Linked DNA regions of Anas platyrhynchos: region 2 is linked to region 1. The links are chromatin contacts, called in public Hi-C maps. All regions are on one chromosome and are shown on one strand. The core of a region is the stretch at or near the end of the contact, and the rest is flanking DNA. Distances in the headings are between cores, read along the strand shown.

Evidence for each region. A called contact is a pair of places that touch in the nucleus more often than the background predicts.
Region 2: a contact with region 1 is called in a Hi-C map of subcutaneous adipose tissue, with 2.5 times the contacts expected there. The contact joins the promoter of TBPL1 here to the enhancer-like site in region 1. A contact is called at or near these places in 3 of 8 Hi-C or Micro-C datasets (F1 follicle, skeletal muscle and subcutaneous adipose tissue).

What each region holds. Positions count from the first base shown.
Region 1 is chr3:61,843,969-61,847,751 of IASCAAS_PekinDuck_T2T, forward strand. No RefSeq gene overlaps it. Among named protein-coding and RNA genes, the nearest start is that of SLC2A12, 14 kb to the right of the region's middle. Within about 2 kb of position 1,898, at least 3 of the 8 cell types and tissues checked have an H3K27ac peak or open chromatin away from gene starts, as enhancers often do. A contact at or near this core is called in F1 follicle, where this site is marked.
Region 2 is chr3:61,906,992-61,910,774 of IASCAAS_PekinDuck_T2T, forward strand. TBPL1 (TATA-box binding protein like 1) reads right to left here and starts at 1,754. Exons shown (of 7, transcript XM_038176240.2): 1 at 1,561-1,754.

The DNA.
Region 1 (3,783 bases), core at 648-3,147:
ATACATGTTCTGTTTCTGAGCTGGGTTTGGCAATCTACACTAAATTTTGCTGCAGGAACATCACTAGCTTGATCAATGCTTATCCTAGTTAACTCTGACAGCAGCAGCAAGCAAGGCGTGACAGCCTGGCTTTCAGTCTAGGCTCAGCAAACCCCCAGGGGACGTGGGGTGCTCACTTCAGCAGTGAGCCTACGCAGAAACAACACATGTGAACAGCGTTCTTCACTACTTACTGCTTATATCCCAGCTCGCTAGATGAAGTATTGACGAAGTGCATTTCCCTGGCCTGTCATCATGCCTTCTGCTGGCAACAGACTTCTCACCTTCTTTACTAATTCACAAGAAAAATGGGTGCCAGGTCACACGCCACAGGCTATGTCTTCCTGCCATGGGAGGATGGCATGGGTGTTTAGCTACGGCCACAGACTCTCTGCTCCTGGATCTCCCTTCTGTCTCTCCTGTTGATGACCTTAGAATTACTGTATTAAGGCAACAGTGAGTGATTGCTCCCTGCTCACCCTCTCCATGACACTTGTGATTTATAGGCAAGCAGCTAAAGGTGAGCAAAAACAATTACCAAGAGGGTGAACATCCACAGTTTAGTGAACAGCCAATTTTTCTCTATCCCAGAGTCTTACTTAAGCCACGTACTTTTTTTTTTTCTTTTTTTTTTCTTTTTTTTTTTTTTTCTTTTTTTTTGCCTCTGAACAAGGACAAAAATGATTCTGGCAAGGACTGAGTGAACTGGAGGAGCACCGTGCTCTTTAGCAGGTTCTTCCTAAACTACATAGACTTCATTGCAGTGATCCTGCTGCTGAGAGGTGCTAGCTGCCACGGATTAAAGGCAACTGGTACTTGTCAAGTGCTGTGAAGAATAAAATTATTCACATATACAGTGGCTTAGCTCTTCCTTCTGAAAATGTGGTGCATAGCGGAGGACTGGGAAGAGTCTGCTTCAATTTCTGTTTGAGCCATCCCAAATATGAGTGGCCCTGCTAAGCATGTGGGGGATTTTGCTGTCCCTGATGACTGAACCTATTTCTTACTACCAGAAATGTTTGGAAGTATTGCAGCCACCTTCTCTAGCTCACTGCCATGTTCTCCTCCCAGTTGGACATTGCAAGGAATGAGATTTGTTACTTTTTGGCTAACAGCTTACTCGGAGGCAATGTAGTCAGCACATTTGGTGTGGCATCTTGACTCACTCACTACCTGACACCTCTTGCTGCTCTCTTGCAGGAAGCTTAACCGCTCTGTAGCTCCAGGGACTGTAGTGGGCCGTGGTTTCGTGCAAGCAGACGGCCCCTTGTCTCCTAACCTCCTTGGTGGAGCACAGCCATAGAGTAGATGAAGTTGGGAATGTAGGTAGACCCCAAAACAGACTGAAGAATAGAAAGAAACATGGAATTAGGGTTTTCAGTGAGTTGGGGGCAGAACACGGTGGAGGGAAATATCTGGAAAGATGCCCATGAACTCATTAAATGGTTTATGCAAGCCATTGCTCGTGTGCAAAGCTTGGAGCTGTACAAAGTTTGGCAGCTGCATTTACCGTTAATATCAGGTGATTCACGAGCAATGCACGACTTTCTGGGAAGAGACTCATTTTGTTTCCTGTTGCCTGGCCCCTGACCTGGTCCGGCAGCAAAGGTGGAGCTCCCCGTGGTGTGCTCGGGGCCGTGCGGCAGGGCTGCGGGCTATTGTGTGCCCTTATCTGCTGGAGCAGCAGGATGTGCGGTGGCCTTGCTCCCCTCTGGAAAAGCACGCAGAGGCCTGAAATTTCATTATTCGTGGAAAAATACAGCCTTCAAACAACTGAACCAATATACATAGCTTTTGGCTCTGAGTAATGGCCTAGTCCTATTATAGGATGAGGTGTCAAAGCAAGGCCGTGCCAAGACCTTGAGATAAGGGGTTTAATAAGGCTTGAACCTGACACTGTTGCGACACAGAGAGAGATAACTGCACAGTGCAGCCCCAGGGGACGAAATGTGGGCTGCAACATTGCTGTGGTGCTGCAGGAAGGGAGCTGGGGGAGGCCTCAGACTGCTGTAGGGGAAAGGCAGTTTTGGTGCTCCCTTTGGGATGCTCCTGTCACTAAATGTGCTGGAGACATGAAGCTTATTTAGCAGCCGCTGCTGCCATCCCTGGCTCTGATCGCCTGTGTGTCGCATCACGTATCACAGTAAATTTGGTGTTAGCTAGCTGCAATGCCACCAGCAATTAGGATGTGACAACCAGTAGCTGAGAACAGCCTCCAAGCCTCAGTGAATGGGCACTACAGCGAAAGCGGTGCCTGACCGAGTGTGTCCCTAAGGGTTTAAGCTGTTGCTGCAGTCACAGCCTGCATCCCCACGCTGCTGCCCTGAGGATACAGCAGAGGCACTGCAGGCAGGGGCATCTGCCAGCCTACCAAAAACTGTTACAGACAGAGAGGCTGTAGAACTAATCCCAAATCTGTGTTAATGGATCTTGCCACAAAACACCCTCTCTGGTCTTCGTTTACTAAGCTGACAGCATGGGAGAAGGGGTGAAGAAACTAAATTCAAATCCTTATTTTGATTTGCTTTCATATTAGTGAATATTTCAGTTTTTAATTGTGGCCTAGCTACTTCAAAACAAGTGCTCAGTGTACCCTTTTTGGTATGATCCAGCTCTCTTAAGTTATCCGTTATGGTGTGAACACTGTTACAGGATTAGAATCACAGAGTGGTTTGGGTTGGAAGGTACCTTAAATACCATCCAGTCGCACCCCCCCCCCCCCCCCCGCCATGGGCAGGGACACCTCCCACCAGACCGGGTTGCCCAAAGCCCCATCCAGCCTGGCCTTGAACACCTCCAGGGATGGGGCATCCACAGCTTCTCTGGGCAACCTGTGCCAGTGCCTCACCACCCTCTAATCTAATATCTAATCTAATATCTAATATCTAATCTAATTGTCCTCTGTTTTAGTTACCCCTTGTCCTATCACCATACTCCCTGACCAAGAGTTCCTCACCACCTTTTCTGTAGGCTCCCTTTAGGTACTGGAAAGCTGCTATGAGTTCTTCCTGGGGCCATTCTTCACCAGGCTAAATAACCCCAACTTTCTCAGCCTTAAAGTGATGAATTAAAGCTTTTACACTTCTAAAAGAGAAATCTCTTTTTTTTTTCTTTCTTTTTTTTTTTTTTTTTCCCAGAGTAGTTTGGTATGAAGTTATTCCAGAATGATTAGTTGCCCAAAGTCATCATACCGGTAAGTCCTAAGTGAACTTGAAATGAAATTGTTCTGCTTTCCCACAGGAAAAAATATTGTGCTGGTGACATCTAGTGGAATAAAAATGGACATCTTTTGTTTTTGTAAAACAGACAAAAAGACAAAAAAAATATCCCCATTAAAAACAATGTTTTTTTTTTTTGTTTGTTTGTTTGTTTGTTTCAAACTGTATTAATCTGAACCCCATAAAAAGGAAATTTATTTTGTTTGTCTGTACTCAAGAAACCCAAACCAACACTGTGAAACCTCCTTCTGGGAGCTCATGGTCCCTGTGGATGCATGTAAGCATGAAGATTACGATATCATTATTAAGACAACGGAGGTACGTGACATTTATATAGCACATATAACCGTGAAGTGTGGATAAAAAGAAGGAATCTGTAGTGGATTAATCCCTTCCAATCATCCGAATCCCCGTGTTTGCCGTTGTTGTTCTTCCCTATGGCCAGAGGGTGGAGAACTCGGGGTTTCTCTCAGACAGGCCTTCAGCTGGGGCACATCAAGTGGCACTTTGTAGTAATACAGCTGCC
Region 2 (3,783 bases), core at 504-3,003, 63 kb after region 1:
GGTATAGAAACAAAGAATTATTTTAAGCTTTTGGCTACTTTTGAGCTGAGAAACCCAGAGCTCTGAAGGTAGATGGCAGGTATCTAATAATAGTCATGTTAATGTCGGAACAGCTTAATAAACACCTTTTTCACCATCAGCACAAGTATAAGCAACTCGTACTGGTTATTTTTAACCCTGCTCCCAAGCAGTTTGCCAACTGACGCCACAAACTGTTCCAACAGCCCAACTGTCAGGAGGGCTGTACTACTGCAACAGTCGGCATTCACCAAACTAAGCGCCCACAAAGCATTTCTGACAAGGTTAACAGAAACCTGCAGGTGAGAACAAAGAATAAAAAAAAAAAAAAGATAAACCCCACTGGGAATCAGGAGAGGGTAAATTCCATCCTCCTACTGAATGCATTTAAAAAAAAAAAAAAAAAAAAGCATTCAAGTCATTGGAAACAGGTCCCTGGAGGTGAGTTCTACTTGAATTCCTGGACAGGACACAGTCACAGCGGTAGGCTGATGACTCCTAAGAAGGGAGGGTAATGTTGCTACTGTTGTTTGTCTAGGAAATCCTCCAGCTCACAAAGCTTTCTAAGTTTTGGACACTGGACTAGAGGTGTACACTTTCATTTTATTGTCTCCACTGGCAACTTCAATAGTCCCGAAAGCAAGAGGCTAGTTGGAAATCAATATGCTCACCTTTTGAGGTCATATGACCGCATCCAACAGAACCGTGACAAGTACAGTTTGGAGAAAATTTCCAAATACGTGTAAAAATGGTTACAGAGGACAGTTACCCAAGCAGAACAATGAAAATAACGATTCTATCAGCTCCTCCTGCAGTAAGTAGGGCACAAATGCCCAACCCTGCTGTCCAGCCTCTTGGATAAGCCTGGAGAGTCCCTGTGGACTTGGACTCCTCCAGCACAAACCCGGCTGCAGGAATAAAGCCAAAGAGCTTTCCGAACACGAGCAGGAAGCCCGTTGTGAGACGGCAATTCAAAACGGGATATTTCCCCCAGATTGATCTCACCAAAACCAATCTATTTGCAACCGAGGCGCGAACCAGCAGCACCCAGTTCACCACCACCCCTCCCTGGTGACTCGGAGCAATAACCCGGAGCCACGCACTGCAAGCAACCCCTCGCTACCCACGACGGGCAGAAAATCGCCGTTAGCTCGGCTGGAAGCCCAAACCCAGAGGCCCGCTAAAAAAAAGCAAAAAGCGACAACAACCACTAAAACCCGGCCGCTACCGGGCGCGTCGCTCCGCAGCAGGTGTGCCCCACGCCCGCCTCCATCCATGACCCTCCCCAGTCCCCCTGAGCCCGGTGCCTCGCAGCCCGGCCCGGCGCAGACAAAGCGCGGCCACAAGGCCCCGCCGCCGCCCGGCCCCGCACAGGCCCGGCAGCGGCGGGGGGGGGACCCCGGGCCTCTTGGGGGGGCTCGGGCCCCTCACTCCCCACAAGGAGGAGGAGGAGGAGGAGGAAGAGGAGGAGGAGGAAGGCCGCAGCCCCCCCCCCCCAGCGGCGGGGCGGGGCGGGGGGTGCTGTGGCGGCGCGGCCGTTACCGTGCTTGCGGCGTGCGGGCGGCGCGGCGGAGGCGCGGTTGCTGGGACACCCGGCGCTGGCGCTGGCGCCCGGCGGCGCTCCCGGTGCGGCTGCTGGGCCCAGCCCCCGCCGCCAGCACCATCCCCCGGCGCCGCGGGCATAGACGCGCCGCCGGCTACAGCGGCCGCCGGAAGTGGCGGGACGGGAGGGGAGGGGAGGAAGGGGGCCGCGCTGCGCCGCACTTCCGCTTTACGCTCTTTTTTGGGGAGGGGGGGGGGAGAGGGGGCGTCGCCTTGGCGCCTGTCGGCGCTGTCGCGATAGCAGCCCTGGTGGGAGGGGTTTGGAGGGGCGCGCTACGAGGTCCCGTGGTGCGGGGGGGGGGTGAATAACGAAATAAAGTTGTGTGGTGCTGTGAAGGCGTCCGTGTCTGTGTGAGGGAGGCTGGGTGCGGGGCTCTGAGGGTCGGCGCTGTCCCGACACGGCGCCCGCCCGCGTCGGCTTCCGTGTAACAGAACGGCGTTAATTAGGATACAGGAGCGAGCCTTAATGAGCACAGAGGGGACAGCACCAAGCCCGACTTTGCAGCCTTTGTGGAACGTGTGCTCCCCCTGCCACCCTAACTTGAGCCTCGCAGCGCCTGAGTTGTTCCCCCGTCACCACTTTTCCTCATTTTCCTCCCAAACCGGCGGGGAGGACATTCCCTACAGGCGGGTTTCGCCGCTGACCCAGCTTTGGCTTCCCAGCCGGCAGGCCGGGCCGTGCGGCAGCGCTGCCACCCCGTGGCTGGCCACGGTTTCAGCCGCCTGAAGAGAAAACGAGGGGTTCTGGCTTCGGAGCCACTTTTTTCCCGAATTCTCACCGAACTGATGTTTTTTTAGCATAAATGTACACATAAATTCAACGCAAAACGTCTCCTAGCAAACGCACATCCATTACATACCTCTGCCATGCTGCCCTTTTCAGGATGTAACATCTCTAGCACGTGTTCTGCAGAAATAACACAGTCACCGCTGGACATTAGGAATTTTTTTTTTTTTTACTGATGAAGTAACGAACCCTTACCATATCACACTTTCAGTTGCTTTTTCAGCCTGAACTTTCCCAGTTTGGACAAGGACATGCCTAAGATTGCATCTCCAAATATTTATTTGGAAAATACGCAAACTTATGCAAATAGTTGTGACCGTATCAACGTGGAATGCAAATAAGGTGGTTGGCCACCCACCTAATTTTGCATGTAAGTTCATCAGTTGTGTTGCAATTTTATTCCACACCTATGCAGTTGTGAAGCTGGTTGTCTTTAGCTGTCCCACGCTCTAAGTGTGATCCCAGTCCATTTCACCGTTACCTCGTGCATGTGAAGTTCTCCCCCTCCTGGTCTCCGTCGCTCTATGTAGCTCTTACTTGTCTTGTAGCATCCTCCACGAGTGTGAATGAGATGCTAGGAACTTCCCACCTGCAGAAACTGTGTCCTTATCTTTCTCTTGCTACTGCATACTCACTGACATTGCACAAGGAATATCACAGAGGCCATTTCTGCCTCTTCCTTACTATGCAATTTTTCATTTTTCTATGTCCTTGGTCTCTCAGGCCATTATTTGGAAAGCAGAGAGGAAATGGAGGTGTAAGGATGCCGTTTATTCTGCTTGAACATTCTGTGGTGTGGAATTGTGAGCTGTTTGGAGTATCAATACTGACACAGTTAAAGTAAAGATAACCAAACTTTAGAATACTGCACATATTTTTGTTCTGTAATTACAGCACTGGGAGTGAACAAAGATGCAATTTCATATTGTTGTTAGGTCTAACTGCAGGTTTCTGTCAGAAAAAAAAAATAAAATTAGACAAATGCTTGGTTATCTGGATTTTTGTGTTTTGCAGGATCTATTTTCAGTCAGGTAAGGTAGAGTGCAAGGCAGACTGTGGGAAAGTGTAGGGTGGAAGAAGAAAGCTGGATGGCCCCTTGAGGCATCCCACAGTGAACTGAGAGTGTTATACAGGTGAGCCTTCAGGACTGTGAGCTCTGTGCAGAAGACTGTATTCAAGAGTTTGTGTTTGAAGAGGAGAAATCTAGGAGCAATAGGTATCTTGCATACACAGGAGTGACATTTTGTGGAAAGACCGTCATCTACACGCATGTGATATTACTGGTTAATTATGAGAAATCTGCCAAGTTGGCGGCCAGCAGGAAATGGGCTTAAACCTGTGGCAAGAGATCAGTCAGAGAGGGAATCCTTTGCTCC